Regions from separate parts of the Bos taurus genome. Here region 2 is linked to region 1. A link is a contact called in public Hi-C data. All regions are on one chromosome and are shown on one strand. Each heading gives the region's core, a stretch centred on a gene start, on an enhancer-like site or on the middle of the called end of the contact. The rest is flanking DNA. Distances are from core to core; before and after follow the strand shown. Region 1 has its middle 320 kb from the start of TRNAG-UCC. Region 2 has its middle 330 kb from the start of KLF6.

Region 1 (2,700 bases), core at 112-2,611:
AAGCCAACTCAAGAAAGAGATGTCAGCATGCAGGTGTTTGAGGGTGAGGGGGTGGTGGTGAGGTCTGGGGGTAGGGGCGGGATGTAGGAGAAAGGCAGCAGCATTGAAAGAAATAGGAGAGTCAGGACAGCCAGTTTTTAAAGGGTTTTTTGTGTTTTTTTGACACTGCTTTGTTGTTTGTTTTGTTTGGCTTTTGATCACTACTGGAAGGTGAGAAATTCTTGCCACTGTAGTTAGCTTCACCAAACCAAACCATCCCTCTCTGGGCATTTGAGAGCAGAGTTTCCTTGTCCTGCAACTGAAACAAAGATTCTATTTCTCAGCCTTGAAAACTCCACAGGCCACTCGCTGGCTCACCCACTGGCTTCTGGATAGAACTGCAGGTGCATAACTGAACTGGCTGTGTAGTAACCAAGCATGCACACCCAAACACACACATACAGAGAAGCATGTGCCCACACACCAACACACAATACATACAACCAACACCCAGACACACACAGATAAATACATGTATACACAAACACATATACACATCAAATGCACACACGTGGACACAATAAATATATATACATCAAATATATATACCCCCCCACACACAGGAAAACATGTGCCCACACACATACACACAACCACCCAGGCACACACAGATAAATACATGTATATGCAAACACACATATATACACCAAATACACACACGGACACAATAAATATATACACATGAAATATATATACCCACACATGCACAGGAAAACATGTGCCCACACACCTACACACAATACACACAATCACACACACAGACATACACAACAATACACACACATATACACGGAGTCGAATACATACACATACAGCCATATATACACAAAACATACACAAGCGCACAATCACACATTCACAAAATATGCACACAGACCTGCACATGTGCACATACACACACACGTATGTGTGCATTAGGGAGGCTCCCAGCCTTCTGGGGAGAGAGTTCCGGCCACCACAGCCCCTTTCGAGGCACTGTTAGATATCTCCTTTCTCTCCTTTCATGGGATTAAAACACAAGATGCAAATAAATATACGAGTGCCTCCCAGAGTCGGCCTAGTGTGAAAGGGCATTTTGTCTCATGAGCCTCTGCCTGTGAGACCAGGGCTGATATCCTAATGTAGCCCCTGAAATGCCATGCAGTGACTCTGCAAAACCTAACCAAGTGTTCCAAGATGTGCCTGGAACAGGCAGGTGAGATCCTATAAAGATAAATAGAACGCTCTTCCTGGCACTGGCTGCTTTCACATCTTATCAGACGCCCTGTTGTAGCAACAGTCTCGCTCTGTTTTCTCTCCTGCTTCCCCAGAAGATGACTCAACCCGCAGACCCAGAAACCACGGCCCAATTACAGCATTCAGAATGGCTCATGTGGAATGGCTCTCAGCTCCTCTCCGATTGGATCCTGCCTCTCCGGGCTAAATGCAAGTTAACTGATTCCTAAAAATACCCCCTGACGTGAGTCATCCTCTTGCAAGAGCCCTGGGGAATGTTTTCCAAAGAAACGGTGAGGCCCAGCGAAGAGGGGGTTGCTCCCCGATGAGTCATGTCAGTGGTGTGCGGAGCTGTGTCTCCCCTGTTCCCAGGCTCTGGGCTGGGCCGCCGGGCGATTTGCTGAAATGCAAGCCTGGCAGCAGTTCCAACTCCTCCTCCCACACCCGTTCCCAAAATGAAATGAACCTGGGCTCAAGGAGAGGTGCAGGTCAACAGGATTCCCTTTCTCTCCACGAAGAACAGCAGGAAACCCGGGGTCAGCCGTGCAGCTCTGGGCTGGGTCAGTAAGCCTGTTCTTACTGCGTCCCTTTCCCCTATGGCAACACTGAGGGCTAATAACCAGCTGGCCCCCACCCCATCCAGTAAATGGAGAGGGCGCTGGGGCTGTAGACCCTGCACCGCTCTTACAGACCCTGAGGTGGGCAGAGTCTGTGAAGCCAGGACCCCTTTCTGAGCGAAGCAGCTGATCCTCCCAGGGCTTGAGGCTCTGCCCTTGCCAGCAACTGCTGCTCCTTGCTAGCGGGTCCTAGAATGCACATGAAATCAAAAACGTTCACTCAGAGTGGGTTTTCAGATGTAAAAATGTGTCCTGTGGTGGCAAAGAACTTTATAACCTTCCTGAAACGAGGCAGCATGAAACATCAATGACCTCACAAGGACACTGATGTTCAGATAGTACGAGTGCCTCTGCGTGTTGCTGCTACACCATCTTCACAGCAAGCGTGGAGACACCCCGTGCCTGCGCTCTCCCGCTGGCCCCGAGGCCACTCTTAAGGGGCACGTGCAGGGTGCCACAGCCGCTGCGCTCCAAGTCAAGATGCGATGCCTCAGCTGGACCACAGACAGGATGAGGATGGAGCTCAGCTGTGTGTGGATGCAGCTGAGGACAGCCGGAACTTCTGAAGTTCACAAAGCAGCCCTCTGTGTACAGCCTCCTATTAGGAAATTCGATATTCCTTATTGATCTGGGGCCGGGGGAGGGGGCGGTCTCAGAATGGGAAGGAAGGGAAAACCAGCTAAACCAACAACCCGAGAAGGCAAGTTATACACACGAAATCAAGACACCACCACAGTGGGTGTCATATTGCCAGCAGGCCTCTGGGCAAATTGATTTAGTTCATTTAAATTTAGTTCATTAAAGTTAAGATGAATCAAAAGCAACATTT
Region 2 (2,700 bases), core at 68-2,567, 38 kb after region 1:
GTGTAGCAGATGTGACTGTCGGGCTTCACTTCCAGTAGAGTTGTGCAGGTTACTAGGACAGGAAGAAACCATGTCCCCGTTTGTTGCAGAAAGATATTTACAAAGATTTACTCAATACCGAAATCTCAGGGGAAGTGTGCCGATTCTTGTTTATTGTACTTAGGCAACAGGTACATGCACGTGATCTGAAGATGTTTGATGCTGTCAGTCACGTGTGGCGGTGAGGGCTGGGCAGCCAAGCAAGCTTGTCGGAAACGCAGTCACTTGATACGTGTGCTAAGACCCAGGAACGCGGTCATCCCAAACTTTCTCCGTGTCAGACCCTGATAGGAAAGACAGTCTTTTCAACACACGTAGGAGGAAAAAGTGGAAAAAGGAAAGAACGCATTTGAAAAGGCAGTATCTGCACTTTGTTTGTTAAATATGAATGTCATCTTACTGTAACTCTAAGCCCCAGACTGCCGTTGGAGGATGCTTACACTTTATGGAGCTGGATATCGTGACCTAAGGAGACCTGGTTCCTGCAGGAGAGGGGTGGTGGCTGCAGTCCCTTCTGCCATGGGGATCCCACTCCTTACATCTGGCGGGTCCCCTCTCCTGTCAGAGAGAGGCGTGGGGAGAACTCTTCCTGCACATGCTCAGGCTAAGTGTGAAGCAGGAGGTGACTGAGAACAGCGGTCTGATCCGCAGTGGGAAAGCAGAGATCAGAGGCACACGTGGGTGTTCAGACCTCCTCAGAGAAGGCTGCACGGAGCGAGGGCCAGCCTGGCCAGACTTGCCCTGAGAGATGGGAGGTGCGCCGAAACAACTCAGGGCACCATCTCAGGATTCTGTGTGTTTCCTGATGGCAAAGCAGCCCTCACTGCAGACTCAGGAGGGGAGATCCAGGACTGCCCTCAGGGGGCATGGAGGGTGGCCCTCCTCAAACGCGGGGGCCCCTGTTTCCTTTTTCTTTCCTGCTCTTCACACTCCCACTCTCCCTGTGACGCTGGTGACTGACCGCTTCTCACTACCTTGAGTGGATGCCGGGTGTAAGAGGTGTAGGAGGGCCGCCCTGCCTGTGTGCTCTGTGGACCTACAGTGGTAGGAGGACTTCCTAGCTTCTCTGTCTTAATGGTGATGATGCTGCTCTCTTGTGGAAAGTCTTTCCCTGGTGAAAACACCTTGGGGTGAGCATCAGTTTCCCTCCTAGACAGTACAGACCTAGAAGCCCCCAGCATCAGCCCAACACTGGCTGGGACTCAGGGCCAGGGCCGCTGACCAGTCCAAGCAGCATGAATGGCCACGTTCAGTCCTCTGGGTCCAGGCCAGGAGCAGAACCCAGTCATCAGAAACCCTTATTCCCTTGGTGCAGCAGGGTCAAGGGCAGAGGTCTCGCAAGCTATTTATATCGCAGCAAGAATTCTCTGCTCTCAACATCACCAAGGTTTACATAAATGGTCATTAGGAAAAGCTGAGTGCACTGCAGACAAGTACATTCTGTACTTAGGAGTGTTTTGCTTGTTTTCCAAAGGGGTTGAGAGGAAGGCAGATGGGAGGGGGGAAATTCTCACATTTTTTGAAAATCTCACATGCATACAACTTGCATTAATGTTTTAAAACACACATTGGCTATAATTAATACCACAAAGTTGTGCACATCTCACATACTGCGCTGACCCAACTGTGAGAATCTGAAAACATAAGTTTCACAGGAAGAAACCCCGCCTCTCTGGGGTCTTAAAGGAAGGATTCTTTCCACCATGCTTCCTTTTGTCATGACCTTAGGGTTTCTCTTTTTTTTTTCTATTTGTGATCTTGCATGATGTTTTAATAGTACTTAAAGTCAGTAAAAGTCCATTCTGCAGTTCAAGGCCAAATTGTACTAATACTTTTAATGCTTTGGTTCAATCTAAGTCGACAGTGTGGGACAATCTACTACTAACATTTCATCTGCCCTTCAGACTTCTCAGAAGTGCTTTTCTGGAATTGTGTTCTGATACCAGTTGTACTCATAGTGGAAGCTCATTATTGTGGATAATCTTTGGTTTTCTTTTTTTAAAAAGTTTTTTTGTAATTAAACCCCGTTGGATAGCACTTTAAAAAAGTCTTATCCTTTACACTAAGTTCTACATATAACTTGAAATATTTGGTGCTTCCATGAGTTTTAATTAGTTTAATAATTTTAATATACTACTTAATAACTACTTACATCCCTTAGAAAGTAATGAAAAAATAAACATGCCCTCGAAAACTAAAAGGCATTGAAGAGAATCGCTGTGATATATGTTGAAATATCACTTTTAATTATTGCAGAAGTATGTGTGCTCTCCCCAGGGCCCAGGGGGGCAGATTGGAAAGCCCTGCACTTGGGGCTCAGGGCATGGCACTGCCTACTTGAAAGTCTTATTGGTTGTGTCTTTGAATTTGTACCCCCAAGTCTCTCTTGGCCCCCTCCCTGCCCTGGGTGCTCCCCAGCTTCTCCCTCCCTCCTCCTGTGCCCCCTGCCCACCTTGGGCAGAGGCCGGCAGGTGACCCCTGCATGTGAGTTGTGGGCTGGGGTTGGGGTGGGGACAGGAGAATCTCAGGGCATGACTTAGTCAGCTCAGCTACGTTGGGTGAAAACCATACAGCAGAAAGTCATAGCTCAACAAGTTCCACTCTGATGTGGCACGAGAGCCACTGATGATCTTAGGTAGTGGGAAATCCAGTTTGTGTTTA

What was found. Hi-C and Micro-C count contacts between places; a contact is called where the count stands out from the background.
Region 2: a Hi-C map of liver shows a contact between it and region 1, with 1.5 times the contacts expected there. The contact joins two enhancer-like sites. A contact is called at or near these places in 2 of 11 Hi-C or Micro-C datasets (liver and skeletal muscle).

What each region holds. Positions count from the first base shown.
Region 1 is chr13:44,224,255-44,226,954 of ARS-UCD2.0, forward strand. No RefSeq gene overlaps it. Among named protein-coding and RNA genes, the nearest start is that of TRNAG-UCC, 320 kb to the left of the region's middle. Within about 2 kb of position 1,362, at least 60 of the 102 cell types and tissues checked have an H3K27ac peak or open chromatin away from gene starts, as enhancers often do. A contact at or near this core is called in liver, where this site is marked.
Region 2 is chr13:44,262,419-44,265,118 of ARS-UCD2.0, forward strand. No RefSeq gene overlaps it. Among named protein-coding and RNA genes, the nearest start is that of KLF6, 330 kb to the right of the region's middle. Within about 2 kb of position 1,318, at least 22 of the 102 cell types and tissues checked have an H3K27ac peak or open chromatin away from gene starts, as enhancers often do. A contact at or near this core is called in liver, where this site is marked.